Linked DNA regions of Mus musculus: region 2 is linked to region 1. The links are chromatin contacts, called in public Hi-C maps. All regions are on one chromosome and are shown on one strand. Each heading gives the region's core, a stretch centred on a gene start, on an enhancer-like site or on the middle of the called end of the contact. The rest is flanking DNA. Distances are from core to core; before and after follow the strand shown. Region 1 overlaps Hs3st3a1 (heparan sulfate (glucosamine) 3-O-sulfotransferase 3A1). Region 2 has its middle 11 kb from the start of Gm30305.

Region 1 (6,062 bases), core at 2,363-4,862:
TCACCATTCCATCCACAACTATGTCTCTTTGCTTAGAATATTTTCCAAACATTAATGAGCATTAGGTTATAATTCATATGAGAGGGAAATGATGGACATGGATAAAGTGACCGAGTGACAGCTTCAATCTGTAGGGGGAGCTGGGAAGAAGTTGTTAACTGAGGTCAGACCGGAGATACTACAAAGAAAAGGGGGGGGGTTCTAAAATAAGGAAAATGGAATTCGTATTGATAAGTTCTAATTGAATTGGGTTTTTCTTTAAAAAGAAATAAAGAAGTCAAACCAACAGCTAGTAAGTGCTACTCTGCGACACTCCTGGTTCTGTCTGTCCATCTTCTCTCAACAGAAGAGCTCAGTAATTTCTCTGGGACTCAGATGACCACCCATCGGTCAGATCTCCTTGTCTAAGCATCCTTTGATCAGCCAAGGGGCAAGATAGGCTCCCTAGAGGGCTTGTGTCCCCATCTCTGTGACTTCCTTGAATACAGCTTTGTAATGAGGCTGTGTGCCATAGGCCAGCCCGGGACTCACATTGCAGTGACAAGTCCCCCTTGTGCTTTCCGGACCACTCCGGAGCTTCTAAAGCTCCAGGTGTCTTATATGCTCTAGCCGGGTGGGGTCAGGGGCGGTGTCATAAAATAGAGAAAAAGCAGCGGCAGACAGGATTTTTGTCCAGGATCCACTATCCAGCTTTAAGATGAGTCATTCGACCTCCCTGAGACTCAGTTTCCCTCATCTCTGAACTAGAAAATGATGATCTCGAGAAACACACTACATGCTTGCAGTGGTGGTGTAAGGGCCAAAACTACCATCGAAAATGGCCCTGTGCATGCTGAGTATCTTAGCGAGAAATGACTTAGGAGAAAAGTGGCACAGGAGAAAGAAAACTGGAAGGCCAAGTCTCAGTTCTATCAGGTCTTTGTGGGTAACAAGAGAGGTTTACCCTGGGGGGTTTCCTAAAACAGTTTAGTGGAGTACTGGTGCTCATTCTTTGTGAATGAAAGCTTATAACGCAAAGGAACGGGAGATATGAGATGCTTAGATACATGAAATCTCCTTTTCTGCTATGCGCATGTTTGGTGCTGGTTATCCACGGGGACCGGAAGAAAAAAAAATACTGCAACACATACTCTTAATACAGAAATATTAAACCGTCTTTTCTCTACCGACTGGTAAAAAAATATATTATATTTTGATATTATTTTTTTTTCTTTTTAAATTACTTCTGCTATCCATCCCAGCCAAAGTCGCGGCCGGTCATCTGGTAGAACTTGCGGTTGAAGGGCCGGTAAAAGTCACGCAGCTGCCGCAGCACCTCCCGCGCAATGGTGGGGTGAGCGCGGCCCTTAGTCTTGCCCAGGCAGTGCGGCTTGCCGCTGCCCTCCGCCTTCTTGAGGCACGGGAAGCCCTTGGTCTGGTTGAAGTAGAAGTGCTTGTCGGTGATGATGCGCTTGAGGCCCAGGAAATCCTGCACGCGGCGCAGCTCGCCGGCCGGGTCGCTGACCAGCCGCTCCCCGCTCACGAAGAGCATCTGGCCGAGCGGGAAGTGGCGCAGCCAGGGCTCCAGGTGCTTGGCGTACAGGCCGATCTGGATGGCGCTCCAGGACGTGTCTATGAGGCCCGCGCTGCGGTTGCGGAACGTCAGGCTCTCGAAGCTGGGGATGTCCGGCCGCTTGGACAGCGTCTGCGTGTAGTCCGAGATGGCCCTGGTCACCGGGTCGCGCACCACCACGATGAGTTTGGTGTCCTTGGACATGGCCGAGATGCGCGCGGGTGCCTCCCGGGTCACAAAGTAGCTGGGCGTCTTCTCCATGGTGATCTGTCCCTCGAGGGTTCTGGGCATCAAATCCCTGTGGGAAAGCAAGAAGGCGTGTTAGAATCTGGAGAGTGAACCAAGTCCCCTTTTGGACCCCAAGAAGTGGAAAAAGCCACCCAGTCTGGGCTCAGACTTCCCCTGTGGGTGGCAATTCCAGCTCCCTGACTTCCTGAATGCCTGGTGGCAGTAACTGCTCTGCATTTCTTGAGCATGTCTTTTAATCTTAACACTAGTGGCCATAGGTGAACATACATATAAACAACAATTCTGTTATTTTTGTATAGCAGAAAATACAGACAAACCTATACTAGGAAGTTTCCGAGTTCATCCGTCTTAATTTTAATTTTAATTCCTAATGTAAAAAATGTCTGTTTTGTGCTAGTGAGTGAATCTGACTGTGCTTTCCACTCGGACTTGCATTTTATGCATAAGTCTGTGTTCCATACCATTGGGACAAGCATGAGACATAACGCCTCTGTCATACAGTTTTTGTGGCAATTATTGAATGCACCTCAAGTGCTCTGAAATGCTCCCAACACAGCATAAAGGCTCTGTTAGTTAGTTATCCAACTACAGTATGCAATGTCTCTGTGTCCTGAAAGAGAATTACATTGTCACAAACACAATTATAGTGCTATCAAAACGCATTAAAATACGGGATGCCATCCTGTCCAGGGCTGCCTCAAGTCTTAGAGTAGTGTTGTAGAGTAGTACAAAAACTAATAATGTCTCTCAACAAGGATTTCCTCATTAACAACGGGATCTTTTAAAAATATTTATTATTATTATTTTTTAATTATAAGTCTCCCTGTGAGTTTGTACACAGGTGTTTCTGGTGACCAGAAGTGAGCACTGGCTCTCCTGGAGCTAGGCTCAAATATGGCTCTGAGCCCCCTGAGAACTAAGTGCTGGGAGCTTAACTCTAGTGCTCTCAAAGAGCAGCAAGTGCTCTGACCCACTTAGCCATCTTTTTGGCCCCTTCTTTTCAGCATAATATCAAAGTGTGTCCTCCCCTAACGGTGATTAATTCATCCCTAATTCCAGCTACCTGCCTCCAGCAACAGTCCGAAAATAGTACACGGAAATTCCAGGAATAAGCAATCCATAATGTTTACATCACAAGCCATTCCAAATAGCATGGGAGAATCTCCCAGAGTCCCTCTCTGTCTATGCCGGACACGAATCTTTCCTTTTCCCAGCACATCCATACTGTATGTACTACTTGTCCATTAGCCATGTAGTGGCTAACTTGGCAATCACATTAGCTGTCACATTATCAAAGTTCCTATGCAGTGGAGGCTCCAAAGAGAAAGGGCAGCCATGGGGCATCAGAGCACAGCACACAGGAGCACACATTTAATACTGCAACTGCATGCAAAGGTACGGGGCATGTAGGGAAAGCAAAGGTAGCAGGAGGGGCTGGTATTAATCTGCATTTCAGACCCGTCCCCAACTGGTGCTCTTGGGAGGAGGGCAAACCTCATGGGTACAGTGGAAATGGCTTTTGTCATAAATACCTATCGGCTACATTGAAGAGTTCTGCTTTCTCTTTTGACAGCTGTATTTATTGTTCATTTTATCGGCTGTTTTGCTTCCCTAATTTTGTAGTATCTATTTAGCATTCAGACTAAAAGGGTGTATTTTTAGCACACATTCAGCACCCCGTGAGCAGTTTTAGTGTTGGATGCTTCTCTTTGCTGGTGTCCTAGCACCTGCCCCATCTTCACTGGTTGCTAAGTAGACAATAAGTGGGAAATGTCAACTATCAAAGACAAAGCACGTCAAGTGACTCTCATGCACATCATATCCCCTCCAGGAATGCACAACAATGGCCAGTTTCACATAGGAGCTTCCCTCATCTACTCCCTAACTATGCCAACTGGATCGCTTTAAAGCCAATTGGCAGACATCCTCTCAATTACTTTGCAAGTATTTCTTCTCTCATGAGGGTTGTTTCTGGCACACATTCCTCAGCCTTGTGTGCCTAGTGCTAACAATGTTTCAGCTCACACAATAGTGCTTTCCTCCCATGTTTGTTATTTTAGAAATCTTAATCAAGTGACTTTACTCTTCTTTGAGGTGGGCATGCTAGTTGTATATTTGAGCTATGGTGCTCAACTCCTATTTTTAACTCTGAAAGAATTTTGCGATTTATTTTATAACCCATCTCTTGACTATACCTTAAGATCCAGATGTAGGTGAGCACAGCTGGAAATGGGTGCAACATACCTGAAATGCCCATTGCCCTTCCTCACCTGTGCATGCCAAAGACTCCGAGGAATCAGCTAGATCAAGCACTTCTGGAACTTAAGATGCCCTTGTACAACACAAGCCAGGAAACCTGGCCAAAGCTGGTTGGAATCTCCCAGTAAAAGAAATTTGATCAAATCTATGGGAAAATGTTGAGCTTTAAGCAAACACCAAATATTCTGGAGGGGTAAGGGGTGTGTGTTGACTTAAAAACACAGGGGCAGATTCCTGTCTCCTTGTCTATAATCTCTAAGTTATAACTAGTTTACTTCACATTTTGCCTGAAATCTGAAAGAGAGGGCAGACTGCTCTTGGGAGTTCTTAGCTGGCTCGTCTCTTGGAGCAAATAGATCCCTAGGAGCCTTTCTCAGAGATTGAAGCTTCAGATTGTGCTTGCCCAAAACAAACACTACTAAACCGCAGAAAAAGAATCTGTATTTTAAAAGTCTATCTCAAAGAAGTGCTTAAAAAGAGACAGCCCAACAGAATTTCTCAAGAAGGTCATTCTTATCACCTCCTGTCACCCATGGGATGGGGAAATCTGACTGGTTCGGTGGGAGGAAAGAATTTGTTACACCATGGATAACAACCCAGGATCAAGAGTTCTGGAGACTGATTGCACAACGTGTGTGTATGTAGTTAATACCCTTAAACCTAAGGACACAGAGACAGACCACTTTATGCTGAGTACAGTTTACAGCAAGTTTTTAAAGCCCTCAAGAAGGAACAAAGGCTTTGAGAGGTGGATCTATCTAGATTATGTCTTTTGGCTTAAAGATGACTAAGCACTGGAGCTAATAAGTACGCAAGGGGGCTGTGGTTTCACTTTCATCTTGCTAAGCCAAAGGGAAATAAAAATAATTTTGACCATTTGTAGAACTGATCTGAAATCAGAAAATGAAATTTGTGGCTTCTACCTTCTAACTGCTGACAGGATGGGGCGGGGAGAGACAAGCTGTAACTTGATTTACCTAAGCTCGGGTTTTCATTTCAAAAGGGAAGTCAAGGCTTAGGCATCTGGCCTGTAAAGGACAGACAGAGCAACTCTGCTCCAGAGTGTTGCGCAACATTGCTCTAAAATTAGTGGTGACCAGTGACCTGAGTCCCACTGGCAGGAGGACCCCCTCAGTCCAGACAACAGAACCCCAGATAAAACCGGAGATGCCTTCTCTGCCATGACCCTGGGCTATCCAGCGTTGGCCCAGTGGGCTTAGACATTAAAGAAGCTTGGCTTGAATGTCATGAGCTGATCAATGTCTTTGGAGAGACACAGACTGACTGGTTGTTTTGGGAGAGGTGAGCATAGTCTTCAAGTGGATACAGTTACCAGAAAGAGCTGTTCATCAAAGTTTGTGTCTGCTTCGAATGTCATGCCACCATCATTTTGGAGCTGATATGTCATTGGGTAATCTCTATGGGTCTAGGGATTGTTCCTGTAGCTGTCTACACTACAAAAAATGTTGGAGACAAACAAGCCAGGACAGGCAGGCTAAGTTGATTGTTCTTTTCTACCAAAGCCAATGGTCAAGACCATAGATTCTGGTGGGAGTGCTAGAATGACCTGGAGGTCTTTCTCTCTCCCCACTGAGCAGGGGACACACTGCACTTGCCGTTGTGTGGGGCCTCTGGCATAGTGTAAGAATCAGGATGCCCCTTTGGATTGTGTGGCCAATGCTTCACCATTGGTCTGCATACAGACACCTCTGTTACTGGGAGAATCATCCAGAAGTAGCCGCCCAGGCCACTCAGCAACTACATTTGGTATGCTTCTAATCTAAATAAGAAGGTACAAAAGGACCCATGTGTTCAGGCATTTTTACCAATATGAGCCCATTTTCCCTGGATTCCCATTGTCCTCATGTTGTCTTCTTGATCCCTGTGTTCCCTATGTAACTAGTACCAACCTTTCTCCATATATAGCTTCAAATGAATGAATGGGTGGATAAATGGATGGATGAAAGGATGAATGGATGAATGGGTGGATGGGTGGGGGTAG
Region 2 (6,062 bases), core at 1,056-3,555, 210 kb before region 1:
ACAGATTACATCTTTCTTCCATTTGACCTCGTTTCCAGAAATTTGTTTAACGGTCTTTCTTTCTAAGATCCCATCCCATGGAAACTCCTATTACAGTGGTTTCTAAAGTGGTAATATCTCTATCTCACCCTGTATAGAATCCTCACATGGGAGTTTCAGGGAGACAGAGATAGAGACAAAGTCTAACAAGCATCATGTGATAGCTCGCCTTAAGAAAACTACCCAGCTGTACCTTGGATACACTGAACACAAATTAATATTCAAATGACAGGACCCTGAGAAAATACTCAGATCCAGGATGAGAACAGTAGTGTTCTTTAAAATACTTTAAATTTTTATTTTTACTTTTTTTATATATGGGTACATTGCCCTCAAATGCCTCACACGGGCAGTGAGTAGGGTTGCCAGAAGAGGGTGTTGGATCTCCTGGGAGTAGGGTTGTAGTCAGCTGTTTCCCTGCTGTGCTGAGACTTAAAACCCAGGTGCTCTGTGACAGCAGTCAGTTCTTGCAACCACTGAGTTATCTCTCCAACCTCAACATTAACTTTCTTAACATGTAAGAGTAAAATTGCAACAACGTGGTCAACATACAACAGAGTTTAAATAGCTGAGAAGAACTAAGATCTTTCTGGGGAAAAGGTAGAAATACATGATCTATTTACAGAAAGAGGATTCCTTGACCCAATTTGTCTGGAAGCATTTTTTTTTTTTGGTTTTTTTGAGACAGGGTTTCTCTGTGTAGCCCTGGTTGTCCTGGAACTCACTCTGTAGACCAGGCTGGCCTGGAACTCAGAAATCCACCTGCCTCTGCCTCCCAAGTGAGTCTGGAAGCATTTTTTACTATTGTTTGCTGACTAAGCAGCCTGCTTCAATGACATAAAATATAAAATAATACAGACTTTCCAGGGGCTAAGTCCTCAATGTCTCCAACCCCTGAGCTGAGGCTGACCTTAGCTCAGTGGCAGAGCATGGGACTAACACGCACAAAGCTCTGGGTTCTGTTCCCAGTGCAACAAAAACAAGGCAAAGAAATACAAAAGGCTTCGATTTATTGCTTTAACTTTTCACTCAATAATTTTACTAGTTAGAATTCATCACAGGGAAATGCACACAGGTTTGTGTTAAAATATTGTTATTAGAAAGGTCACCAAGAATCATAATAAGGAAATATCTGATAAGTGGACAGCCACTGACTAAGGAGGTATTTAAACAACTCGTTCAGCAGCACTGTGACTAAAGTACCTGGCAGAGAAAACTGAAGGCAGGAAAGGTTTGATTAGACTGTTCCAGACAGTTCCGGCCATGGTCATTGGCTTCCTGCTCTTGGGTAGCGCATCATGGCAGTGGGGGGGGGGTGTGGAGGAGGAGGCTGGCGGTGGGCAGGAATGAGTGAGAAGTGGATTCTGGGACTTGATTTTCCCTCTTTTATTTTCTCTAGGAACAACCTACAGGATGCCACCACTCTCAGAGTGAGTCTTCCCTCTCCACAGACAAACCCAGAGGCCTGATTGCTATCCTCCTTGGTGATTCTAAATCTGGTCAGGTTGACACTGACGAGGCACTAATGGTGTCTTAGATTATTATTGAAAAGTGTATTTCAGTTGTGCAGCATAGTGCACACCTATATCCCCAGTGCTGGGGAGACAGAGGATTAGGAGTTCAAGAACAACCTGTTCTACACAGCAAATGTCAGGTCAGGCAGGACTACATAAAGAGATCTTGTCTCATAAAACCCTCAACTTCCTACCTCAAATATTTCAGAAAATGGTGAAGTAATGTGTCATACAAGGAAAAATATGATAAGAGATCATGGTAGAAAAATAGTGTGAAATGATAGACACCAGTTATTGATACTCTGAGTACTGAATATCCTATCTTGCTGATTTTCTATTTTTTAGATGCATATTTATGTCCAGAGTGACCATGAAAGTCACTGAGTGAATCACAGAAGTGAGACACTCTGAATGGCTTGGGGTTCAGAAAGATAGGACGAAGCAGTATTTTTCTCTCCAAACAGTGGCTAGCTGGAGACTCTCCTCATACGAAATGTCACACACAGGCTTCCACCTGAGGAGGAAGGGAAACTGAAAAAAAAAAAAAAAACAACATCTTGGACAGGACCTTTCCTTTCTCCTGACCCGAGCTCACTCTTTGCTTGGGCCCCGTCCAGGCAGGAGCACATAGGCATATTTAACAGTAGTGCCCAGAGAGAAGTTTGGTTGGGTTTTCAGGGGACTATGCAGCTGCTGTGGTCCTGTGGCTAGCCAGATGCTGATGGGGTGATCTTGGGAGGGAAGTAGAAAGATTCTCCATAGCCCAGGTTCCAGCTGTGTAAGCAACCACGGTTGTGAGGAGAAAGATGAGAGAGAGTGCCCTGGGGTCTACCCCAGTGTCTTGATCCAGCACCATTGTCTCGCATGCTGCCAGATTATGTGGCTATTCAAGTTATTGAATAGTTAGTACTTGATAAATAATTGTTAAATAAAGTAACTCAAGTTTTTACACAATAGATTGAGGATGGAGAAAATACTGCATGGATGAGGTGGAAGGAGAAAGTGAGTCGGTGAGAGACTAGAAATCATGATGTGTTGTCAGGGCAGCGATACAGCAAAACAAATCATCCCTCTTTTGGAGCAGATGAGACCCTGTTAGCCACAGGCAGGCTTCATATATTATAACAGTCTCATATTCTTTTATTTTAATTTTCCATTCCCTTTCTTTCCTAAATCCTTATTCTCTTCTCTCCCAGCCTTCAAACCTCTCTTCCTAACTTTATCTCCATCCCCTCTTCCCTCACTCCTCTCCTCCTCTCTCCCCCTTACTTCGATTGTCTCTCTGATTGTCTCATACCCCTACCCTTGCCTGCCTCCCTCTTAAATACATTTGAAGCCTTATCATATCATTCCAACCACAAGCTAAACATTGTACACCCTCAAAGGTTTCCCCAGATCTTTGGATTTGGGGAAAATTATGTTACAACAAACACTCACATATTTTATCACATAAGAATAATCACTGTAGAATTCTATTATTAAAATATACCAGCAAATTTCCTATTCTTTCAAGTGGGTCTCACACCGTCCAGTCTCTAGAAAATGACTTCAGAATCCTCAGGGCTGGAGGGGGTTGGGACTTCTGAGAAGCAGGCCTTCTCCTTATGTAAAAAGCAAAAATCTTGGCTGCCTAGAAGATTCCAGGTCCATCAAGGCATCTCTAGCTATTGCCCTTTAAGGATGGACATGTGGATGTGGTCTACAGAATGGGCCACTTTAGAGAACGAGAGACTCATCAATTGCTATCAGTTATAGGTGAGGGAAAGGGGGCTGTGGAGGACTGCACGGGAACTGAGGGATGCTGAAGGTCTCAAGCATAAACATTCAGGACCAAACTAAATACTTAGAAATCAGAATAATTGTGTCCCCAGACTTTGGTCCCCAATTCTGGCTCGGAAATAATAATTGGGACAGAAACACAGAAGTATCAGGCTACAGAATATTAATACTAACAGTAAAGAGATGGACCTCACGAGTGAGCTGATGTGTAGACTTTGACTTTCCTCACAGTGTTCAGTGATTCCCGTGCCTCCCTTAACCAGGCTGTGTACAACAGGAAGCCATGCTGGGCAAATTAAAAATTACAATGTGTGAGGAGCATGTTGTCATCTGAGAGGCTCCACCCAGCAGCTAACTCAGACGGATACAGACACCCACAGCCAATCAGTGGATGGAGCTTGGGGACTCTTATGGAAGAATAGGAGGAAGGATTGCTGGCCCTGAAAGGGATAGGAATTCCACAGTAAGACCAACAGAGTCAACTAACCTGGACCCTTGGGACTCTCAGAGTCTAAACTACCAACCAAAGAACACACACGAGGGCTGGACCTAGGGTTCCCAGCTCATACGTAGCAGATGTGCAGCTTGGCCTTCATGTGGGTCCTGAACAATTTGAACAAGGGCTACCCCAAAAGCTATTGCCTGCAAAGTGGGATATGTTCTTGGAGCTGGGCTGCCTTGTCTGGCCTCAGTGAGAAAGGAGGTGCTTAGCCTCACAGAGACTTGAAGTGCCGGGGTGAGGGGACTCCTAGGGGGTCCCACTTGCTCAGAAAAAAAGAGGATGGGGGAGGGGTATGGGGGAAGGATTGTGGGAGTGGGTGACCTTGGAGTCTTCATCCCAGTGAGTGGGATAAGTAAAAATAAATAAATAAATAAATAAATAAATAAATAAAATTAAAAAATTACAATGTGTGGCTAACAATGACTATGGTATTTGTTTCCAAACATACGGTCCTTCCCTCTACTATCTCCTGGCACCTTGCAGTGAGTATTCCCTTTACAGGTGAGAAGCCTAAGGTGGTCCTTACAGGAAGAGCTGAAGATGGCACATTTTTACATAAAACCCATCCCTCCGTGGGATTCCCAAGGTCCCTGGTGGCTTTATAATGGTCTCTCATTATAACCGTTCTGTCATTTCCTTGTTATTAAAAACTATTCAGGATGACAACAACACTGGGCAATTTAGGATCTGGGAGTCCCTTTGAGGACCTCAGATCTAGGTGGGTGGCTGGAGCGGTGGGCCCTTCCCATTAGATTTATAGCTGTTAGGTATCTTCACCAGGGTGGTGATTTTGTCTTTACTGGTTGTCTTTAGTTCTGTTTTCTTCTTTGTCCCGTCCTTTTCTCTCCCTGCCCCCCCTTTTCTTAACTTCTCTTTTTCAGTTTAAAGCCTAGAATCAACAGGATTTTTAAAAAAATATTCTGAGCTTTCCTAAGGACACTTGGGGGATTTTCAGAATGTCAGCTGTGCAAACATGATGCCATCTTTGACAAACTGTCTGGGAAGATTGGCCAGGGGTGCAGCCAGGCCCTCTGTACCGCACACAGATGTCATGTGTGGTGTCTATAGCCAAGTTTATTATCTGACAGATACAGAGCACAAATATTGACTTTTGCTATTTTTACTGTAACAGCAGCCATAAACATTGATGACTACCGGAGAGGTCAGGCTGCACTGAAAACCCTGTCTCCACAGCCCAACAGGGCCTTTGTGCTGCTGTCTTCGCAGCCCAAGAGGGCCTTTGTGTTGCCTCAGGCCAACTGAGGAAGGAGTGACTTTGTGCCTAGGCCGCTAGAGCTGGGCCAAGCAAGGATCCTCAGTCAAGAACAGACATAGCAATGGCAAGATGTGATTGTGTGAAAGATACTGTCGTTTTGAAGAACATAGAAAAAAAAACCCAATCCCTAAAGGATCTTTATTGCATCTGTGTTCATTTAGTCCCAGATGAAGTTCCTAATATAGAGGAAAAAACTTAAGTGAGCTCAAAGGCTCCCTGTGTGGTGCCTTCCTCTGATCCTGACACACATCTTCCTTTTCTAATGGCAATGCTCCACAGATAACTAAGTTTTCCAGTTTCTTCTTGGTATTACTTCCTCGGCAAGGGAAATAGTCTGTTAGCTCTTCAGAGGTCCTTGGTGGGGGACTGAAGGGCTGTCTTTAATGATGAAAATAGGTTCATTATACAAATGTAAGAAAGCAAGGACGTTTTTCAGATCTACTGGTTTTTGTTGTTGTTGTTCCATAAATTTATATTTTAAAATTTACATCACAAATGCAGAGTGATCCATATCTCCCATTTGGTTATGATATGACATGATCTGCAAGAGCCAGGAACATGACAGTTTATGTAGACAGAGGAGGGTGATGGAGGGATGCTGATGGGGTCCCTTGTGTGTCTTTTAGCATGTCTGTGTCCTGCACAGACACTTTGTCTGCTCCAGAGCACTGGCTCGAGTAGAGTGCAATGTCACAAACCCGCACTTGGAAGCTTCAGTTAGTTCAAGGCCAGAACACCTCCACTTCCCTGGTCTGGAACAAGGCGAGTGGATCCCCACTGTCTTCAGAGACTCAGGGATAGCAATTCAACCAACCGAGTCATGGTTAGGGATAGAAATGCACATAGGTGTGAACAGAGACAAGCAAAGAGTTGTGAGGGGTCTGGAGGGGCAGCCTTGCTGTGTGGTGGTAGAAGCATCTATTACATTTATCTTGACACAATGAAGCCCTGC

The links. Hi-C and Micro-C count contacts between places; a contact is called where the count stands out from the background.
Region 2: a Hi-C map of pre-pro-B cells shows a contact between it and region 1, with 3 times the contacts expected there. The contact joins two enhancer-like sites. A contact is called at or near these places in 3 of 484 Hi-C or Micro-C datasets (bone marrow-derived macrophages, pre-hematopoietic stem cells and pre-pro-B cells), 2 of 115 datasets of contacts at active chromatin or transcription factors (bone marrow-derived macrophages and embryonic fibroblasts) and 1 of 9 other capture datasets (bone marrow-derived macrophages).

What each region holds. Positions count from the first base shown.
Region 1 is chr11:64,515,986-64,522,047 of GRCm38.p6, reverse strand. Hs3st3a1 (heparan sulfate (glucosamine) 3-O-sulfotransferase 3A1) reads right to left here. Exons shown (of 2, transcript NM_178870.5): 2 at 1-1,850. The coding sequence ends at 1,229. Among named protein-coding and RNA genes, the nearest start is that of F930015N05Rik, 82 kb to the right of the region's middle. Within about 2 kb of position 3,612, at least 22 of the 459 cell types and tissues checked have an H3K27ac peak or open chromatin away from gene starts, as enhancers often do. A contact at or near this core is called in pre-pro-B cells, where this site is marked.
Region 2 is chr11:64,727,059-64,733,120 of GRCm38.p6, reverse strand. No RefSeq gene overlaps it. Among named protein-coding and RNA genes, the nearest start is that of Gm30305, 11 kb to the right of the region's middle. Within about 2 kb of position 2,305, at least 4 of the 459 cell types and tissues checked have an H3K27ac peak or open chromatin away from gene starts, as enhancers often do. A contact at or near this core is called in pre-pro-B cells, where this site is marked.